2 separate regions of the Gasterosteus aculeatus genome follow, and region 1 is linked to region 2. Evidence: chromatin contacts called from public Hi-C data. All regions are on one chromosome and are shown on one strand. Each heading gives the region's core, a stretch centred on a gene start, on an enhancer-like site or on the middle of the called end of the contact. The rest is flanking DNA. Distances are from core to core; before and after follow the strand shown.

Region 1 (5,170 bases), core at 504-3,003, 77 kb after region 2:
TTTACCCCCTCAAACAGCAGTAACCCGATACTTATGGCCCACTCATGTGGTTTAGGTGGCAAATGTTGGTATAAACATACAGAGGTCTTTCAGGCTGAGCACTTAAAAAAGCTTGTACAAGGTGGTTCGGAAACTTGACTTGTTGTTCCTTTGGGGTCTGACGTTGTCAAATCTGTTCATGACAGAGTGAGGCAAATGTTAGTTCTGTATAAGATGCACGACTCCTGGTTATTTCCTGCTCAACCGAGCCCTGAGTCGGTTGGGATGTAGTAGGTTGGTTGGTTGCTGTTGCTGTTTGGGCCGACAATAGGACACACGTGTAATTTCTGAGAAGTCTATGGTGCCCTTGAGTGCGTGGTATCAAATGCATCGCTGCGTGAATTAATATGAAGATGTGTGTGTGTGTGTGTATGTGGGGGGGAGGAGGTTTAAGGGGTTGTATTTCCCAGTACTTTCATTCTCTGCCTACTCTTCTGGAGTCTTGTAATGTGATTAAAGTCTATTAATCATCAAAGCAACTCTCTAGGGAGCTTGACTCATGAACTGTGGGGAAGAAGCAGGGGTGGGAAGTGTCAAGAAAGCTTTCAGTAAACACTCTCTATCTCTTGTTCAGATCGGGAGAGAAAAGCAGGGTCACTACCCACTGAAGTATCGGGGTTTTTGGGGCTTTGTCGGAGTTGTTTGATATCCGTGGGCTCCCTCTTCTCCTTTCAAATCACTTCTCATTAGCAGAGTTGAAGAGGTACGAGACCAGCAGCTTCAGACTAGCGTGAGTAAGAGCAAGGTTAGATCGTGCTAGCAGAGTCCGGATATGAATTTGTTGGAGTTTTTCCCCCTCAGAGGCTTGTAAGAAAGGTCCGTGGACCCTCCCCACTTTCCATCTGACAGGACCATTTTCTTTTCCCCTCCCCGCTCCCCAGGTTGTCTACTATACCGAAATGTACAAGATCTTCAGCGAGTTAACGGACCAGATCGACCAGGCAGGGCTGACAGACGAGCAGAGGGAGAGGGAGACCGAGGCCAAGCTCAGCGAGTTGCGTGCTCTGTCCATTGTTGCCGACGACTGAGGGAGGACCGTCGAAAACCGGGAAGGGTTCCTTTCATGCCTCTCTGAATGGATTGCAGTCTTTTCATGCTCCTTCGTGCAGTTCAAACGGACGGCATTAGCCTTAACCTGATAATCAGATTGTTTCCTTGCGGCCTCATCACCCCCCCTCTCCCCCCACCCCCCTCCTCTTGCGCTACAATCCCATGTTTTATCCTTTCTACAGACACTTTCTACAGAAGCTGAAATGCCACATTAAACTAAGCCATTAGCGACGTGCAGCATTATAAGCCAATGTTTTTTTTCATTATTTTTTTTTTAAGGAATCAAACTGTTCTCGTCAGAACTAATTTACAAGGGTACACTTTGTGGTGACAGAGTTGACTATTAGCATTTGCTTCTAGAGCAGGAACGTTGTCATTAGTCTGCAATGTCACTAAGAAATTTTAAAACTGTCTTTTAATGGCCTACGTTTTAAACAATAAAAACTACAAGCGGAATGTTATGCAATATACTGTAGGTTCCCGGCAATAAAATGTAAGTGTGTATTTCGGCCTTTGGCGAAGTCCAGCATTGTGCCATGTTATGAGGCCTTGTCATTGGGGTTTATTAGAACGGTTTGACAATCACCTGCGCATGAAGTGCCTACGTTGTGCTGCCTGTGGACGGAGCGGAGGGAGGTTGTGCAGCAGTGTTGAAAGGTCGACCACTCGCACCCGAAGAGAACAAGCTGCTGTATGAAGTCTGATCAAAAACAAAGGCTGGTGCTCCCTCTAGTGGAAGATATCAATCATAACCGTTCACACATCCATCCTTTATGTTGTGGTTCCGTTTGTTTGTTAGCAACACATTTCCATGAGTTTTGAACCAAATCATTGCACTCCTGTGTTTCCATCAGGTACGGCCTCAGTATCGACACGTATGACCTGTGGATACACACGTTGTTCCAATATCATGTGAAGGGGTTTCATACCAAGAACTTAACTATTTATTCTTACACATATTTTGAAATTACTAAAACAAATAGTTTTTATTTTACTTACACATGTGCATTAATGAAGGTTTTTGGAAATAATGAAGTTAAGTGAAGAGAAATCTTCACACCAAGTAATTAATAGACTAGACCAATTTTCTTTCATGTATTGTACTAAATCTGTGAAATTATGAATTTAACCATCATTGTAATGTATAGTCTATTGTGAAATAAATTAACTGAGAATAGCTGTGTGCTGTGTGTCGTATTTTTGCCGAGAATTGAAACCACAAAAGAAATCTGTTACTAATCTTTATTTGTGTTCAGCTTCTTTACTGGAACTAGTCAGTAGTGTCCTGTTAGCGAATGTCCTATGCAATATGTACAGTTCAACCTTTCAAGTCATTTAGTTTTCATGTGATGATTACATGTTCACTTGTTTATGAAATCTTGCAGAACTGGCAGGAGGAATACCCAGTAGACGCGCTCGATCAAGAGTGTTCATGAAAAGCTTACGTCAAGGTGATACAAGGGCCCGACAACCCTAAAGTTAAGTTCTTAAAAAGATCAGGACTGTGTGAATTGGATGTCTAACTTAAGGTCTGTGCAGGTTTATTTGTATCTCTACAACTATACAATATTTATGTATCAGTAAAATCTCCCAGTCAGTTACAACTGTGAGTGACCTAGACAACAGGGAAATTGGAATTTAAAACAAAGTGGTTTGGTCCCAATCTGTTATTTTTCATGTGAAGTTAACACAGTAGAGATGTATGCAGCAGGTGGATTTGAATGAAAGACTGATTCCAAATGATCGTTGTATATTTTTAAATAAGGCAGTGTCTTGTCCTGTGTCCCTGTCCCTTATTTTTTGTTATCCCTCATTGGACACCAGTGACCTTAGTGTGTGGCCTCCCTCAAAAGGCCGTCTTGCTGTACATGCTTGATATTTGTATCTGAAAGGTTCTGCGGATGTCAGCGCGTCTGCTTTTGAGCGTCGGGGTGAGAAGGCCGTTGGCGATGCTGAACGTCTCTGGATGCAAATGAAGGTCCTTCACCTGAGAGAAAGGTGGAGGACAAAAGCACAACAACGGTGAGTCTTGTAAAGTTGGTTGGTTGCAGATTTTCATCGAGCCCAATGTCAGCAGAGACTCCTCACTTGTTCAAAGGACTTTAGCCCCGCTTTCTTCCCCACCGCGTTCATGTCCTCCAATACTGCATTCTTCAAATCCTATTGAAAGATCAATAACTCAGTTTTGTCTGGGATGATTTCAAAAAGGTAAAATGGTTAAGAAAGTTTGCTTTAGATGACCTACAGGGTTCTGGCAGAGCTCTTCATAGGATCCCACAAATCCTCGGCCTTTAGCCCAATCCACAAACACCTCAGGATCAGGTACGACTATGCCTATGAGATAAGACTGGTGACACGAAATACAAGAGAAAAATGAAAAACCTGAAGCACAGAAAAAATGTTTTTAAAAACCGATAAAGTCCATCAAATTGTACCTGTAAACTGTCTCCGTGCACAAACACCTGCAGCACAGGAACACACCGCGTGTAGACGTTTTCGATCTTCTCTGGGGCGATGTACTCGCCCTGGGACAGCTTGAAGATGTGCTTCTTCCTGTCAATGATGCGAAGCGTCCCGTTCTGGCAGAAGACACGCGGGGACACTTCAGTCTAAAAGACGACAGCTGACAGCGTCAAGCTAATTGCTGTGTGCAATCTTACTGGAAGCCACTGGCCCACGTCGCCGCTGTGCAGCCAGCCGTCGCTGTCCAAGGCTTCGGCCGTCTTTTCCGGGTCCTTCAGGTAACCTCTGAACACACTGGGCCCGCTGATGCAGATCTAACAGGACAAAGCCGGGATGAGCGTCAGTCCATCTCTGCGCCGCGTGATGCGGCGGCGTGCGTCACAGGTCGCCTCACCTCTCCATCGCCGTTCTTGGCGTAGTAGTTCATGTCGGGGATGTCCACCAGCTTCACCCTGGCACAGGGCAAAGGAGCACCGACATGACCTGACAAGAGAGACACACCCACATGGAGGACAAGAGCAACCAGCACCGAAGCACGAGCGGATGGGACGGCGTCTCACCCGCGCTCCAGTCTCCCGGCATGGAGAAGGTGCAGCCTGCGGTGCACTCGGTCTGGCCGTAGCCCTCAAAGATCAGACAGCCCAGAGTGGCTCTGAGGAAGGACAGCACAGTGGGGGAGATGGGTGCTGAAGCAGTCAGGGCAAACCGCAGATTACCTCCTAAACTAGCCTGAAACACAAGCGGTGGGGTATTTATGGAAAACGGGTCAAACGTAAACATATTGTGGGTACAAACAAAATTCTGTTTTCAACCTACACTGGATCTTCCCATCTGTATTTGACCAGAATAAGCCAAAATCTGTGTGTGTGTGTGTGCGCATTCTTCTCCAATACCCTCCCACAGGACCAATATGCCGTGTGTGAATTTGGCATTGGATACTGGAATAGTTGTGGGCCTCTTGTAAATATATTTGCCTGACTGCTGGTCTACATGTACCGATACAAACAGTGGCAGATAAGCAGTCCTGGATTAACGAAACGGGGGGAAAACCCATCGGGCGGATTCCCAAAGAGGCCCGTAGGTTTACTCCAGACACACGTTACCCCGACAGAGCACGTGGCAAAACAAGATCCAGGTGGATACAGCGTGGAGCTCCCAGTAAACGGACCTGAATCCTGTTGAACACCAGTTTGTCCCACAGACTGTCGTTGCGGACGACGCCACTGCTGAGCTCGGCCTGCTTTCTCCTCACGGCGAAGTGAAGCAACGCCCGTCGCAGCGGAGAGGTCGCCGAACTCAGGATCTTTCGTCGAAATCGGCACAAAGCGGAAACCAGGGTTAAAACGTCGCCGAACGGGTGCCGGGTTAACGGTGACAAGAGGTCGACTTACCTTGTCATAGATTCGATTGAGTAAACGGGGAACAACGGGAAAGAAGGTGGGCTTGAGAGTTTTAATGTCATCCATTAGAAGAGAAATGTCACCTTGGTAGAACCCTACTCTGGCCCCGTGGCAGAACATGGTCACCTGTGACAGGAATAGACTTAGCTTAGAGTTAACACACTACAAAGAAAGGGGAAAAAAAGTCTTGAAAGAGCATCAGCTACCTGAATCATCCT
Region 2 (4,870 bases), core at 785-3,284:
TCTATGAAGACTGTGGTGCTCACGCAGTGACATATTTAATAGTTACGTTCCTACATTAGCGCTTTAATTAAGAAGTACCCCTGATGTCAGTTAACAGTTACTTTCCATAACTTGCGAACACTAGTTTACAGTTTAAGAACTTTACTGCTGGACAGACGACTGACACAGAACACAGCTACTGAGCCGTCATTCACTAGAAGCAACGCGGTGAAAGTGACACTTGTCCAAAGCTGTCAGTGTCGACAGGCCTCCTTTCAGCTCAACTGTCAGATTATATTATATACAATTTGAATCAAACTGATTTAAACAGAGAGAAGCAAAACCCATTTGTCTGTCCAAAAGAAGGACTTTTTTACCAACCGAGTGCTGCTGTTCTGCATACTGCTTTGGCACCATAAATATTATGAATGGATTTCCATTGATATATTGGTATGTCTTTGATACTAAAGCTATTTGCTGCATGTTTAATATGGTAACAATATCCAATCTTTTTGTGGCTACTTATCGTCCCTTTTTGTCGTATTAAACAAAAGCAAATTCCTACAAAGAGGTCTGAAATATTCTTGCTAATAGATTTCTTTTTCTTTGTGTAGGTCATTTTATGTGATGCGCAAGCGCGTTTTTTCAACACTAGAGTGCAGTAATGGATAAAGCCAGCATCATTACCTCAACGGACCAGGCCTTTGGTCACAAGAAACATAAAGGTCCACAGCATATTGCAAACTTCTATGGTTTGAATACGGTTTGAGTAATCATTTAAATATGAGGCTGATCTCTGGTTTGGGGCTTCCATGCAGCCCTGTATTATCTGCATTGCCTGTATCGATTACTGGTACACTGGTCATCTATGTCACCAGAGGGTGGTGCTAGCACTTCATACTTGTGAGTCATTCAATGATCAACTGATAAACCAAGGTAACCTATCGATAGTTTAAACTATCCAGAATGTCAGATGGTATAAATAGTAAAGTAGACACTATTAATATTGATTTTGACTGATGGATCCTTCAATCTCTGTTTGATAGTAGTGAAGCTACAGACATTAAAAATCCTTCTTTCAGATTTTCTGATTGCAGTTACTTAATTGATTTTCTGCAGAGAGCTGCACACACTGTGCCTGCTTCCAGTACCAGTTTACGAATCAGTACTCTTTAGTACTAACTCATATTTAATAGGGAAATACTTATTTATGTAAATAACTCAAACCATGACCCTAAAATAGATCACTAATTGTAACCAATTTATTGAAAGAGTTTGGACGTAACCCAGCAAAACTACAACTTGAAGTTTGAGTGTTTTCTTTCAATATTGAATTTGGATGACACGTTCATCTCATGCTTGTGTTAATAAATGCACACTCCAATAGTCCAAATGATATTTGCTTAAATAAAAACAAAGGCAATGATTTTGAGAAGAGAATTACATTGACATTAAAGACCCTAAATTATCTTTAAACCACAGACTCTGCAGAGAAAAACATGTTTTTGTACGGGACGACTGTACATAAGGGTCATACATCTGAAACGTTTGTCAAAGCAAAAATGCTCTAGTTGTCATGCCAGATATTAAATATGTGTTTTCTTCAGTGGATCGTGTTCTTTTGTGGTTGAGCGACAAATTGAGAGAGACACAGCTCGCGATACACAAGGATCAAGTGCACACCAAATCCGATATCTGTAAATTGAAAACTTAAATTGAAAGCCACCTCGATTCAGGAGGTAGCTTATGAATTCCAGAGCTAAGCAGTCTCGCTGCAACATGATCTATTGCCCTTTTCTCTCCCAAACTCCATTTGATCTATGGTCGTATTATCTATAATGCTGTCTTACGTGATTCGCTTTTATTGCCAGAATCCGTGTCGGACAGCAAAACAGATTACACGTTGGATTAAATCAATACAAACTTTATCTACTGGGCTTTTGGAAATGTAATTCTCCATTTCTCCAGACACTCCAGCAGGCACGCGCGATTGAAGGGTGATCAGATCGTTGGCTTCGGTTCCGCGGTTTGTTCCGCGGGTCCGACGCGCGCTCCGTCCGGAGCGTCCAGAGCCGCTGCTGTTCTCCGCCACTCATCCCTTTGCACCCAGTAGCGGGAATACAGAATATAGTGGCCGCTCAGTTTCAAATCCACCCACTGTAACACCCACTTCATTACTGGGACGGGAAGCATGCCTGCTGAGTAATTGGAGTGGAGCGCGACGGGCAGTACTCCCATAAAGCCGCCTCTAAATAGGTGCTCTCAGCCGAAAACAAAAGCAAAGGGCCACGGAGACCGCAGATTTCTGTGTTCAAACTTCAGAGCAGCGATTCGACACTCAAAACGTATGTGTTCGCGAAACCTGGCTTGCGTCTCAGTGAAGCGTCAAATGCCTCAAAAGAAAACACTTTAATGGATCCTAAAGTGTAACAACAACTTTAGGCTCATGCAACATTTGGAAATCAAACAGAGCTGACCATATTATTACAGGAACGCTCTGGGTTTTTTAAAACATGTACCGTGATTGAAGAATACAAGACTGTTCACATTGCGTTTTTCATCTTGGCACCAATATGTTTTTTAAATCTTATCACCGAAGAGAGGAACCGCTCCACACAGCGTCTTTTTCCACATCGCTCCCACTTTTAGTCCCTAATCTCAAAACTTTTGAGAAGTCTGCTGTCTATGGGCATTAATCCCTTTTAAAAAGCCTAAATAGTTTTGCACTTTCAGTGTTCGAGTGGAATGCAATACACAAAATTTTGTTAAATTAACTGACAGCAAATTATCTGAAACACTAATTTTAACTTATTTATCCCAAGCAACAGACAATGACCATCATATGTTAACGTGAGACCTAATGCTCTTGACAGTATTACATAATTAGTGTCTTTGTCGAAATTAAAGTTAATTCTTTGGAGGAAATACTGCCTTTTTTCAGTCTCACAAGCGGATGCAATTTGTCTGAAGGAGGGAAACCAGTCCGTCAACATCGGTCATTGAAGACACTGGCAGGGATAAGGAGCCAAATGTGTAAATGGACCAACAAGATACATATCTTAGTTAGAAAAGTGTGAGAACTCCTCTGTTGTGTTGTTTTAAGAGGTCAGAAAGTCAGCGCACCTTTGAATCACATGAGCAAAACAATGTTTGGCACTGATCGTCTCCCCTGATATACAAAAGATCCTCATGTTTAAACAATGTTTCCATTGTTACTTTGTTTGATAGAGATGCAAAATAATTATGTTAAAATATAGGCCCTCGGTATCTCAATTCAACATTAATATATTCTGTAAGTGCCAAAATGCTTCTAGGATTTCTTTCCGACCGAAAGGAAAGGATACGTTTTTTAATGTTGTTGGAAGCTCTTTGGAAACCAACCTCTTTGGCTACAGGACAGAAAATGTGTCAGATGAAGCTTTGCCTGAAGAAAAGAAGAAAAGAACAGGGGAAATTAAGACGATTCCAAAAATAACCAAAGAACTCAGAACTAGAAAGGATTAAAAAGCGGTGTATACTGTATATTTGGCTGCATGACACCTGATCCAGGTGTGCTTTTGGCAAAGCTAAAGAACGTTTGAGTTTCCACCTTATTAAAGCGATGTGCTTAATTAAGCTTTTAATACACTTTGTCAACAGCATGATTGAATTTCGTTTAGTTTGGACACTTTTCACTTTCAATTACATTTTCTCATTATTCACTAATATAATACCGTTGATTTCATTGTAATTACTTTGGATATTACAGTGTCGGCAGGTAAAAAAAGGCCCTTCATCCATCATAATGAGTCCATCATGAGGTCTGGATTTATCCTGGATACTTTTTCCTGTTCGTCAGTCCATCATTTAGCAGACGTAAGCCTCCTCAATAAACAGTGATGTCTTTGGCCTTTTATAAAACTGACTAAATAAATAACTTGTCTATTGTGGAGGGCAGATAGTTCGCTCTCATCCATGACAACATTTTGACGTTTCCTAGTCTACTGACACCAATCTTGGGGTCCATGACATTAGACTTAATCTTTATCATGACACAGGCGCGCTCATCATTCCCCCATGTAGCCGCCGTGAGGCCGCAGGAGCTATCTTTACCTCGTAGTTACTAAAAGTGGAGACAGTTTTGGAGTTGTTTTTTTAGTAAGGACCATAGCCACAGGGCACCCTCTTAGACACGGGGGATTTCAAAGCCTTGTTTTTAGGTAGACATTTCTTGCATCTGGTTGGATGGAATGAGGGTTTAAACCATTACTGCGATTAGAGCTGCCTCACTATGATCTCTTGAGCTTGCTTACTGCTGCTAATAGCTGTTTCCTCTCTATTTCCCTCTATCTTTTTCTTTTTCGCTTTCTCTCTCTCTGTGAATGATTTTTATGCTTTGCTAAAACATGTGGGGGCGTTGAGAGAGGATTTAAATGCAACGATCCCCCTCCTCTTTTTTTTTTCCGGTGAATCTCAGCGTTCTTTTCTGCAAGCCTCTGATGACGACAGGGCAGCTTTAAGCCTGGCAGTGCCCACGGCAGGCTGCCGTCTCAGCGCTGCCCACTCTCCTCTGTGTTGGCATGCCGGAGAAAGCGAGGGTGGGGTTCCTCTTTAACAGACCCTGTCATTCCTAGGAAAGCCTACATGTCCACCCATGCAGGATCCCTGACAGGTCTTCGTGTTGGGGATGTGAGAGTGCAAAGATATGGATTTTGTTTTCAGTAGGCGACGGCCTTCACTTCAGCGAAGAGTCAAGGGTGTATGTTTGGATAAACAGACAAGGCGCTTCTTTGAGCTTTTATACGTGACAGTGAGGGTCAACAAGTGAAACATGTCCTGTAATATCTATGTAATTGCATATTCAGTGTCAATCGGGTGGGTGTTTTTCGGCTCTGCTGGATTAAATAAGCGT

The links. A called contact is a pair of places that touch in the nucleus more often than the background predicts.
Region 1: a Hi-C map of skeletal muscle shows a contact between it and region 2, with 5 times the contacts expected there. The contact joins two enhancer-like sites. A contact is called at or near these places in 2 of 6 Hi-C or Micro-C datasets (skeletal muscle and whole body).

Annotation. Positions count from the first base shown.
Region 1 is chr13:13,783,943-13,789,112 of fGasAcu3.hap1.1, forward strand. It overlaps bin3 (bridging integrator 3), which reads left to right. Exons shown (of 9, transcript XM_040196185.2): 9 at 921-2,266. The coding sequence ends at 1,067. acsl2 (acyl-CoA synthetase long chain family member 2) reads right to left here. Exons shown (of 21, transcript XM_040196180.2): 12 at 5,159-5,170; 13 at 4,944-5,078; 14 at 4,721-4,855; 15 at 4,113-4,281; 16 at 3,947-4,035; 17 at 3,750-3,866; 18 at 3,525-3,668; 19 at 3,335-3,436; 20 at 3,178-3,249; 21 at 2,321-3,076. The coding sequence ends at 2,936. Among protein-coding and RNA genes, the nearest start is that of acsl2, 11 kb to the right of the region's middle. Within about 2 kb of position 1,754, at least 2 of the 9 cell types and tissues checked have open chromatin away from gene starts, as enhancers often do.
Region 2 is chr13:13,707,062-13,711,931 of fGasAcu3.hap1.1, forward strand. No RefSeq gene overlaps it. Among protein-coding and RNA genes, the nearest start is that of rhobtb2a, 12 kb to the left of the region's middle. Within about 2 kb of position 2,035, at least 1 of the 9 cell types and tissues checked has open chromatin away from gene starts, as enhancers often do.